4 separate regions of the Mus musculus genome follow, and regions 2, 3 and 4 are each linked to region 1. A link is a contact called in public Hi-C and promoter capture Hi-C data. All regions are on one chromosome and are shown on one strand. Each heading gives the region's core, a stretch centred on a gene start, on an enhancer-like site or on the middle of the called end of the contact. The rest is flanking DNA. Distances are from core to core; before and after follow the strand shown. Region 1 holds the start of Nudt18 (nudix (nucleoside diphosphate linked moiety X)-type motif 18). Region 2 holds the start of Cysltr2 (cysteinyl leukotriene receptor 2). Region 3 holds the start of Fndc3a (fibronectin type III domain containing 3A). Region 4 holds the start of Med4 (mediator complex subunit 4).

Region 1 (2,700 bases), core at 91-2,590:
AGAGCACAGATGTGGTTTTGTGGTGCTGGGAATTGAACTCAGGGCCTTGTGTATGCTAGGTAAATACTCTACCGCTGAGCTATACTCCCCAGTTTCACGGTGTGTGTGTTCTTGTATGTGCAGGTGTGCTCTATGGACTATGGCTTTGAGACCCTACCTGGAGAACAGGTGGGCTGCCTGGTGACGGTGTTCAGATAGTGCATGGCTTCTCCCAAGCTCTCTTGGCTTCTCAACAAGTATGGAAAAGGAGGGCTGTTACAGACCTACTGTACAGATGAGGACATTGAGGCCACCCAGGGCACAGAGCACGTCAGTCAGCAGAGGCTGGATGTCTGGCTTTTAAACTCCAGAGCTTTGTCAGTACCATCAAGCCACTGTCCCCCAAAGGAGGTACACAGAGCCAGCAGTGGGGGAGGAAAGGGAAGTCTGGGATGGGGTGAGGAGCCCAGACTTGGCCTGCTTTGTGGATTCCTCTCAGCTGGCCCTGCCTTCCTGTCCTGAGTGGAGGTTAAAGAAGCTCAGAGGAAGAAAGGTCAGGCTGGGAGAGAAGCAGGAGCTGGCCAAAACAACCCACACCCTGTTCCTCATGACCAGGCCCTGGACGCTGGGTAGGAGGGCACCACCCCTGCCCTCTAAAGATGGAGTCTGTTTCAGAAGCCTGGGAAAAGCATTGGGCACAGGATCGGATGCAGGCTACAGTGCTGACTTCAATCTCCCTTTCATTCATCCCCCCCCCCCTTAGCTTCTTCTCATCCCCAGCCTTGTCCCACCTTGACCACCTGTCCCATCCCTCCTCTGAGGCTTGTCAATCACGTTCCCCATCCCCCACCCCACCCCCAAACCAATCCTTTAGCCTCGGACTCTTAAAATGCCCTGTGTCCATCGACCTAGACAGATCAGAATTTCTAACGCAACGTTATGTGCCTGAGCCATACCACATTCAGAGCATTTTAACGAAGTCAGAAAGTTATTTGGGGCCTATTCGTCGTGAGCACTTCTGTGGTTCGTTTATGATAAAAGCTGGACAGTGGGAGCGAACGGCGGAGTCTGGGCTTCCGTAATGTCATCGGACGAGTGACGCCATCGACCCTGGTCACAGTGGTGTTCATCACCCTACAGGCAGGATGACATCACCGTCGGAACCCGCGCGGACAAGTGCGTGCTGGGTGAATTAGCTAATCGCTAGGGAGAGTGTGAAGTGAGGCTGAAACCCAGGAGAGGAGGGGGCAGAGGGAGGATCCCGGCGCCCCGCCCTCCCGATAACCGCTGCGAGCTGGCCAATCCGGGCAGGCCGCAGTGACGCGCAGCCTATCAGCGACCAGGTCTCTCCCGGAGGTTCCGTGTTAGTCTTGGCCCTCAAGTCAGGGGAGGGGGCGAGGGCGCCGCGGCCCACCGCAGCTCAGGTCCCGGCCGCTTGCCTCCGGGGGTCTGGCAGGTCCCGGCTTGCCACCTCCCCGGAGACTTGATGGCCACGGAGGGCCTGGCAGGGGCGCTTGCCACCGTGCTGGGGGGAAAGGGGTTGCTGGTGCAGAGCTGTGACTCGGAGCCGGCTGGGAAGCCGCTGTTTCCCGTGCGGCTGCGGAAGAATGTCTGCTACGTGGTGCTGGCCGTGTTCCTCAACGAGCAGGTGAGCGTCCGACCGGCCGCTGGCCTTCGGCTGGTCTCGGGAGCGTGCCGCCTGCCCTGATCTGAACAGGCGAGCCAACGGCCGCTGCCTGTATGTGGCGCTTCCCAATGTTGCAAAGCACTCTCAACACTAGCAGCTGAGCTGAGATCGTCCTTCTGTAGACTCTATAATATGGAAGGAGAAGCCGAGGTCCCGGGGCGGTTTATCTCATCCACTAGACCTCGCCCCCCACCAGGAGAGGCCTGTAATATGCCCCCTTCCTTTCCAGGAGTCTAGACTCTCCCGGCGCCTCGGGAGAGTAATGGGGAGCTTACATGCAGGCCTCCGATCCTGTGAGAGTTCTTTTTAGTGATCACTTCTGCACAAGTCAGCGTTATAAAATCCTGGCCAAGAAGGGGTAGGTTGGTATAGGGGTGGAGCTAAGTTTCAAAGCCTCAGACCCTAGATTGAGGACTTGACACAGGCGGTTTGTAAGTCCCATGGGAACAAGAGCAAGACAGTGGCATAAATGAGTCAGTATAGGAGTGGTGGCAACCTTCAGGAGGAAGCCTCCTAGAGCAACGCCCAAGGTCCTCAGCCCCTTTCTACAACAGAAGTCCCTCTGGGTTTGAGTTACAGCAAAGCGGAGACAGCCACTGCTTTCAGCCATATCAGGGCCTGACTCCTGAGGATCCAGCATCCTAAAGGTGTCTGTCTACCAAGAAGGGAGCTTTGGGCTGCCATCCAGGTAGGGGCTACTCTTCTGAAGCCCCCAGACTGGCTGGGTAGGAGTGAAGATTGTCTCACTTCCCTCCCTCCCAGGATGAGGTGTTGATGATACAGGAGGCCAAGAGGGAATGCCGGGGGACATGGTACCTCCCTGCAGGAAGAATGGAACCAGGAGAAACCATCGTGGAGGCCATGCAGCGGGAGGTGAAGGAGGAGGCAGGGCTGCTCTGTGAGCCAGTGACACTGCTGTCCGTGGAGGAGAGGGGCGCCTCCTGGATCCGCTTTGTGTTCCTCGCTCGACCAACAGGTATCCCCCACCTAGTGACATTTCTCACGGTCCCTCATCCATAGCCAGCCATACTGTG
Region 2 (2,700 bases), core at 69-2,568, 2.5 Mb after region 1:
GGATAAGGATCCAGTGAAAACAATTTCTCTTGAAAAGCAGGGTGAGACATTAGATCCAGTCTTAGCCATCTTCTATACCTGTGGTATGTTTGTAACTTGGCACACATCTCTTGAATGACCTTACAAGGTTGTGAAACCAAAGAAATATGACAGCCTTGACAGGTACTAGCACACAGTGAGCTTAATGGTAACATATTTAGAACCTTCTAGAGTCTCTGCTTCTCTAGTTCCTACCTTCCCAAGCCATGGAAACAAATCTACTTACTTCAAGCATTAGTGAACTGAAGCTTCCGAGTATGGTCGCATCTCAAGGGTTGAAGTGGTTAAGGTAGATGACAAAGACTTCTAAAATTCTTATATGCCCCATAAATTAGCTCTATAAGCTATTTACAGAGTTAAAAAAAAAGACTTGCCTTTGATTGCATCTTCTTATTTCTTCATTCATATTACTCTCAGGTACATGTAAAAGACTAGAAAGTATTCAAACAGCTTATTTAACTTTTTTAACTGACTATTCATTAACATCACCTGGGAATTAATAGTAGACAAAAACACATTAAAGACTGGCCAATACCAGAAAATCCGTTTTTGAGGGGTTGTTTTCTAATCTCCTAAGATGAAGTGTTTCTGACTGAGGTGCAGCCCAAGCTAAAAATCGCCAATGGATGTTCCCAAATGAATGGGTTCCAAGCACACAGCCCTCCACACATGTGAATTCCCCAGTGTACCTCTGAACCAAATCACTGAAGTATGCCTTCTCAGATGGACTCTTCTCTCTTCCAAAAGCAAAGCTTCGGAGTAGAAAAAGGTCTTACAGAATAAAATGACCGAATCTATGCAAAATAGGAAAGAATCTAAATGGTAAAATCTATATGCTAAAAGAAGTGCCTCATATAGCAATTTACAATTACAATTTTATAGAATTCGTGGTAGTGTGGATAAAGTGCACGCTTTAAAGGAAAAAAATAATATCTGCTCTTATTTTATATATACAACTATGAGAGAAAGCTAAAAATTATATGCACCTCAAAAAGGAAGGAAATACCCCAACTGACAATCAAGCCTTGTGGTGGTATTTTCTACAGTCTACAATATTTTTGTACTTTTTCCAGTTTACCACATAAGATGGTAGAACAAACACTGATAGTTGAACAAATTAAGCTTACTTTCCACATGCCATTCCTGTACTCATCCTCAAAGCACAGTTCTCAGTAACAAATGAACACAAAGGGAAACCTACCTGTGCCTCTGCCTTCGGTCGCCCTGGCGTCTGCTCTGACTCCAGGCTTCTCGCCCCATAGAATGCAGCTTGTTTATTTAAAACAAAAGTGAAACAAACACTGTTTTATGAACAGTGTCAGCCAATAGCAAGGCGAGAAGTCACTTGGGTCAGCAGGACCTCAGCTTTGTGGCACTGTCATGGGTGTGGGTGCTTGAGTTCTTTCTTCAGAAGTCAGAGAATTTCCAGTTTGTGACTGTCAACCTCTTTCAAGTCACCCTAGAATTGCCCTGCCGCTAATGATTGGTTTTTGCTGGGGTTTTTCTTTTCTTTCTTTTCTTTCTTTCCTTCCCCCCCCCCCCCTTTCCATCGGGATCTTTTGCAGGATGTGATGGGCAGGGAGCTGGGGGGAGGGGGAGGTTAAGTGGCTGTTATTTCTCCAAAAGGGCTTCTGTTCCCATGCCCAACCCATCAGTGCAGCGCTCTGTAGCCTGCTTTAGAGCACTCTCACCACTCTCTGATGCTCTCACATTCTCACTTACTCCACTGAAAAGTCTCTGCAAAGGTCACCGATGGTCTCAAGGTTCATGTAATGTGTTCTTTCTCCGTTTTCCTCTTCCTTTCTCTCTTGTTTGAATAGCTAATTGTGGAGACTTGTTCTCAATCTGCCTCGCTCTTTTTTCCAACTTTCAGAATGGTTCGTTCTCCTTTGCCTCCTGAGACTGAGTGACAAATCTCTCCCACGGGTTCAGGTGCTTGAACGCTGGGTCTCCAGTCAGTGGTGTTATTCAGGGAGGTGGTGCAGCCTCACAGGAGGGGATGTGGCACCACCGGAAGTGGCCTGTGAGCATTTATCCCCTCAGTCCAGTTCTCATACTGCTCTCTCTGGTTCACATTTGCAGATACAGATGTGATCTCTCAGCTTCCTTCCCTGGGCACTCACCACCATGCCTCCCAGGTCATATGGACTGTCTGAAATTTAAATCCCAATAAATTCTTTCCTTGTGTTGCCATTGTTCCTGATATTTTACTATAGCAACAGACTAATACCTATTACACCCCCTTTTCAGATTGCTCATTTCCTATTAATTTTTCCAGGTGCAAGTTTTTCCTAAAGATTTCTGCCGTCTTTGTTTCTTCTTCTCTTGCCTATGTATAACTTATCCTCAGCGAAATCCATTTTAAAATCTATACTGCATCAAAATGACCCCAAATACTCAATATGATTTTGAAACAGAACAATTAACCTAAAATTCTCAAACTTCATAATTGCAAAACAACACACTACTTAGCAATTATAACAGTCTAGTTGTTTGGGTTTCTTTTTTTCCAATCAATGGCCTTTCTCTACAAAAAGGATAAACAGGCTGAGAAAGAAATTAGGGAAACAACACCCTTCACAATAGTCACAAATAACATAAAATACCTTGGTGTGACTCTAACTAAGGAAGTGAAAGATCTGTATGATAAGAACTTCAAGT
Region 3 (2,700 bases), core at 59-2,558, 2.1 Mb after region 1:
TGATACTGGCAAAAGCATAGTGATTCAAATATTACAGAAAAGCTTCAACTGCTCTTTCATTCTTACAACTCATCTTAGCCAAGAGGCTGAGAGGCGATGCTTATTTGCTTCTTACAACACGCACAAACTTGGGTTTCAAGAACTGAAACAGACCACAATAGGATGCAGCAACATCATTATGTGGCTCGGTGTTTTTTAAAGTCTACCCGTGAGCACTTCAAGATTATAATACAAAAAGAGGGAAAGCCTTGTCCGCCTGCCACTGTCAGTTAGTAGACGGACAGCCGAGAAGGTGCCCAAAGGAACTTACAGTCTCACTAAAATAAATAATCTCTAGCTCACCATCCTTAGCACCCTCAGCAATCTCTCTCTCTCTCTCCCTCCCTCTCTCTCTCTCTCTCTCTCTCTCTCTCTCTCTCTCTCTCACACACACACACACACACACACACACACGAATACCCCCCAATGCTTTTTATGAAAGGTGATAGTTTAATAAAACTACAATTACCTATCACACACGGTAAAAGCAGCAAGCGCTAGCGATCTGACGTCGAAATTACTCGCTCCTTTTCCTTCACCCAGCGCGTGCCGCCCTTTCCCAGAGTCGTGTCAAAAGTTCACCCACGCAGGCTGCCGAGCTGGGCGAGCACCGCAGCCTCCCTTCCTCCTCGCCACCGACCGAACAGGTGGTTGCCTTACCTGGGGAAGAGGAGCCGCCAGGCACCGGCTGCGGCGGCCGCCCGGGCGGCCAGGCAGGCGGGCGCAGACCCGAAGGGCGTGTTTTCGAGGATTTAACCCTCAGGTGCGCAGGCAGCGCTCCGCTGTCGCCGAGCCCCGGCAGGTGTCGCGCACGTCCCCGCCGCGTCCCGGGTCCGTCACCCCGCGGACGGCGCGGCCTCGCGTGGGGGCGTCGCCCGTCCGCCCGCCCTCCCCGACGGGCTCAGCCCTCCGGCGGCGCGGCCCGCAGCCCCAGCCTAACGGTTTCCCCGACGCGGGCTCCGGCGTCCCCCTGCCGGCTCTCACCTCCGAATCCCGCCGCTCCGAAGCGAAGGAAGGCGGATCCCCCACCCCGGGCGTCTCTCCTGCGAGGCTCCGGCTCGTCCTCTCACTCGCTTGGCGGTGGGCCGGGGCTCCCGCGGCCGCCGCTGCGCTGACTGCTGTGGAGGGGGGTTGTTGGGGAGGGGTGTTTCCCGGCAGTGACGGCGCCGCCGCCTCAGCCCCGCTCTTCGCTCCCTCTCCGCGTAGCTCCCGCTTTCTGTTTCACCCGAGGGACCGCGAATGCCGCCGCCGCCATGATTACTACGGAGCCGGGAGGAGGAGCCCGGAGTCGGCGCGCCCAGTGCGGCTGCGCGAGCCCCGCCGACGGCGCCCCCGGCCGCCTGGACCCGGAGCCCCCGCGCGCGCACACACACACACACACACACACACGAGCTCGAGCGCGCGCACCCGAACCCGCTCGCCCGCCGCCCCGCAAGCCGAGGCTTCCCGGGCCCGCAAGTGTGTGTGGCATGCGAGCTCCGGTGCCGCTCTCCCAGAGCCCGGGAACTGTGCGGATGATTGACGTATCCGGGGCCCCACACGCCATTCCGAATGCAGTTTAGAAAGCGCCCCCCACCCACCGCCCCCAGAGACGAACCGTGTCAGCCCCTCTCGGCAAGCCCCAGAACTTAGGATGCCGGCAGGTGCTTTTAGAGGCAAGCCCCGGACGGGGAAGCGCCCCGAAGTGGGCTCAGACCTTCCCACTCCCAGACGGTTAGAGCCCCGGCATTTTCTAGCACCCACGAAACAGATTTACGTCTTTCAGAAACGCACAGCTTAAAGGTTCTGGACTCGGACCAGCCGAATCTAGTGGAAACCCGTTACCTTGACGTCTGCCACCGCGGAGAGCGAAGCGGAGGCGGCGACAATTTCCTTAAGCCTCGAGCGATGGGGGGGCGGTGGGGGGGACGCTGCAGTAGCGCCTGAGGGCCGGCCCGGACTGCTTACTTTTGCAGTTTCACCGGAAGCCTTAGGGAGAGGGTCGTCTTTGGGAACCTGAGTCCTCCCCCTGTCCAGCCAAAACTGGTGACTGATGAAACCAGGTTCCACGTCTGACTTGTAGTTCAGTTTATTGGTTGCGCTGCGTTTTAAGGTGGCAATCTTTTTTTTTTTTTTAATCATTTGACAGAAATCTCTCGAAGATGTACGAATTTCTTACGTTCTTAAAAAAGAAAAAAACAAAACAGAACTGGATAATGAAATTCTTAGTGGATCATTGAATATCAAATAAGATACTCAGACAGTACCAAAGTCCCATGGGATTGCAGAGGTGTGCGCGAGTGTATAAAATCCCCACCTTGGTGCTGTTTTATTTGCAGTGTTCTTACTTTTCTTAAAGACCCCTCACTTGGCTTGTGTTCATCTGCCTGTACATCCACTTTAACCATTTCTATTTTCCTGTGGTGGTGTTTTTTAAGCCCCGCTTTCTTCCTTCTCCACCTACTTTTTGCTATGGCTGCAGGCAATGATTGATCCGATGTTTGTATCCACAGCTAGCTAATGAGAGGTTATTTTTCTTCCCGTCAACAAGTAGGATAGTGATTCTATCAAATTGCATCTTGAGATATTTGGGGGTTGGGGAGAGGGGGCAAAAGTCCTTTCCCTGAGAGAAATGTTTCATTTTCTTAACTTCCAGCTTTGGCCCTCTTCCAGACAAAATTA
Region 4 (2,700 bases), core at 40-2,539, 2.9 Mb after region 1:
GATGAGTTCCGAAAACCAAGAAGGTAACCCAGCTAAATGCCATCTGATAGGGGGTACGGTTAGCACATACAGGAAGTATTATTCAGACTTCAAGGGAGGGGTATTCTGGCACCTATTCCAATGTACATGAACCATGATAGCATTATGCTAAATGAATCAGCCTGCTATAGGGGCTCAGCATTCAGTAGGCTGTAATGAGAAAGTGAGTTCCTTCTTAGTTTAGGACTAGTTTACACAACAAGATTCGGTCTGAAAAGAAGGAAAGAAAGAAAGAAAGAAAGAAAGAAAGAAAGAAAGAAAGCAAGCCAACCAAACAAAGCCCAAATCCCCCAAAACCAAAAAATAATAACAAGCAAACCCCCAAGCCCCAAACTAGAACATGTGATTCTACTCATTCAAAATGCATAGAATAGCCAGACAAACAGAAAGTACAGTGTGGTTTTCAGGAACGGGAAGTCAGACCTTCATGAGCACACCTTTTTTACATTTTACAAGTTGAAGAGTTTTGGGGATGTTATTTAGCCGCAATTTTTTGTTTGTTTGTTTTGTTTTGAGACGAGGTTTCTCTGTGTAACCCTGGCTGTCCTGGAAGTCACTCTGTGACCAGGCTAGTCTCTAACTCAGGAGATCTGCCTGCCTCTGCTTCCTTGAGTGTTGGGATTAAAGGCATGCCTCACAACTGCCTTGCTTAACAGCAATTTAGTGGCAGTGAACCCTACACATACAATGGTTAAGATACTGAATTTTAGTAGCGGGGCATGGTGGTACACCCCTTTAACCCCAGGACTCGAGATGCAGGCAGATCTCTTGAGTTCGAGACCAGCCTGGTCTATAGGCCAATTATATGTATTTTGCTACCAAACAACGGAATGGGGAGGGAAGAAAAGATTTTACTTCCTGCTCTAAGTTTACTACAACTTCACGAGAGACCAAACTTGATGGCTGGGATTTTATCGGAATACAGACAAAATAGAAGTTAATAATTATGTAATTTCCCCAGTTTAAAAAAAAAATCTTTTGTTAGAAGCCTTCCACTGATGCTGAGGAAATAAAACCCAGGAGACTGGGAACTGCATCTCTCATCCTGGGTCCGGTTGGAGCATGTCAGATTGGAACGAGTCACAAGCCCTCCTTTGCCCTGTAGATGGCGCTAGAACTGTAGTGCACCTCCAGGCACATAGGCGGCGCTCTAGCCGGACCTCTCCGTCCCGACCTCTATTACTCTTCTTTCCTTCTTCCGGTTCCGCCCCTCCTGTGGCTAGCTCACACTGCGCATGCGACGGCTGGTGGTCAGCGGGGCGATGGCGGCTTCTTCAAGTGGTGAGAAGGAAAAGGAGCGGATGGGAGGCGTTTCGGGAATGGCCGGCCTTGGCAGTACGCGAGAGCGGCTTCTGTCTGCGCTGGAAGATCTGGAGGTCTTGTCGAGGTAACCGCGGCCCGGGAGCCTGCTCCGGCCGGCTCGGCTGTGGGCGCTGACTTGGGTAGGCGGGCTTGGGAGGCTCCGTTGGACGTGGGGTCTAGGGCCTTCGGGGGCTTTGGGCCGCATTTCCCCGCCAAGGGGACATCTCAGTCACATGACCTGGAAACCAAGGCAGTCAAAACTTTAGTAGCCGGTAAGAGGGGCAGATCCGAGCCCCCTCAGTCATTGACACGCAACAGACATTTAAAAGCACGCTTCCCCCCAGTAGTCAAGGGGAGGCTAGATGCCAACACGAAGGAGCCCAGGGTGACAGGAGAGACAAATGTGTTAAAACGCTATGGACCAGATTTCTAAGGGTTGAGCCGCAGCCTCCTGCAGTCCACCGATGGGATTCCTATTCTGGTGGTAGCAGGGCACACGTCCCCAAGAAATGGGCTGCTAGTCAAATCAGATTTGTTAGGCGTCTGATAGATAGCCCATCATCTGAAAAAGCCTGGAAACATCAGGCAGGGCACAGTGGGGTTGGCTGGTGTGTGGCCGAGATAGAGTAAATTGGATGTCACACTCCACATCGTCGTGATAGTCTTAAATCTATCAGTTGAAGTCTTATCAAGGGAAGGCAGCCATGGCCACCGTCTTACAAGAAAACATAATTTACACAAATGGCAGCACTATTGGCCTACAGACCTACATAGTTGAGTCAGGAGGTTTTCTTGTAAATCACAGCTGAGTCTTTATCACGTGCAGTTAGCCAGCGAATGCTGAAGTGTTTGTAGTCACCATGAGAGTCCAGCATGTTAGGAGGACCATAAACCCAACAATCGGTTGGGGCAGGGAGCAATTTAAACAGTTTCTTTTGTGTTTCTACTGTGTTATGAAAAGGTTTCACTAGATATCTGAGGCTGGTCTGAGTCCTCCCAAACACTGAGTTTACAGGCAAGTATCACCATACCGTGATGGGTGTTTTTCTTTTAGGGAACTCATAGAAATGCTTGCAATTTCAAGAAATCAGAAGCTATTACAGCTGGAAGAGGAAAACCAGGTAAACTTTTTGTTGTTGTTTGTTTGTTTTTTATTAAAAAGTTATTAATGCCGGGCAGTGGTGGCTCGCACCTTCAATCCCACCACTTGTGGGGGAGTGGCAGGTGGATCTCTGACTTCCAGGTCTACAGAGGGAGTTCTAGGGCAGCCAGCACAGATAAACCCTTTCTTGAAAAAAAAATAAGAGAGATAAGTTAATGTTTGAAAGTTCATATTTATTTTGTGTGAGAGTAGGGATG

The links. Promoter capture Hi-C pulls out the DNA fragments that hold promoters and counts their contacts. A called contact is a pair of places that touch in the nucleus more often than the background predicts.
Region 2: a promoter capture Hi-C map of liver shows a contact between it and region 1, with 4 times the contacts expected there. The contact joins the promoter of Cysltr2 here to the promoter of Nudt18 in region 1. A contact is called at or near these places in 2 of 39 promoter capture datasets (liver and pre-B cells).
Region 3: a promoter capture Hi-C map of liver shows a contact between it and region 1, with 6 times the contacts expected there. The contact joins the promoter of Fndc3a here to the promoter of Nudt18 in region 1. A contact is called at or near these places in 2 of 39 promoter capture datasets (liver and pre-B cells) and 1 of 115 datasets of contacts at active chromatin or transcription factors (large pre-B cells).
Region 4: a contact with region 1 is called in a Hi-C map of B cells, with 7 read pairs. The contact joins the promoter of Med4 here to the promoter of Nudt18 in region 1. A contact is called at or near these places in 1 of 39 promoter capture datasets (pre-B cells), 1 of 484 Hi-C or Micro-C datasets (B cells) and 1 of 115 datasets of contacts at active chromatin or transcription factors (astrocytes).

What each region holds. Positions count from the first base shown.
Region 1 is chr14:70,576,484-70,579,183 of GRCm38.p6, forward strand. It overlaps Nudt18 (nudix (nucleoside diphosphate linked moiety X)-type motif 18), which reads left to right and starts at 1,341. Exons shown (of 3, transcript NM_153136.5): 1 at 1,341-1,627; 2 at 2,429-2,642. The coding sequence starts at 1,466.
Region 2 is chr14:73,047,796-73,050,495 of GRCm38.p6, forward strand. It overlaps Cysltr2 (cysteinyl leukotriene receptor 2), which reads right to left and starts at 1,319. Exons shown (of 5, transcript NM_001162412.1): 1 at 1,241-1,319; 2 at 729-833.
Region 3 is chr14:72,708,695-72,711,394 of GRCm38.p6, forward strand. It overlaps Fndc3a (fibronectin type III domain containing 3A), which reads right to left and starts at 1,309. Exons shown (of 26, transcript NM_207636.2): 1 at 1,024-1,309.
Region 4 is chr14:73,508,760-73,511,459 of GRCm38.p6, forward strand. Med4 (mediator complex subunit 4) reads left to right here and starts at 1,290. Exons shown (of 7, transcript NM_026119.3): 1 at 1,290-1,426; 2 at 2,396-2,462. The coding sequence starts at 1,302.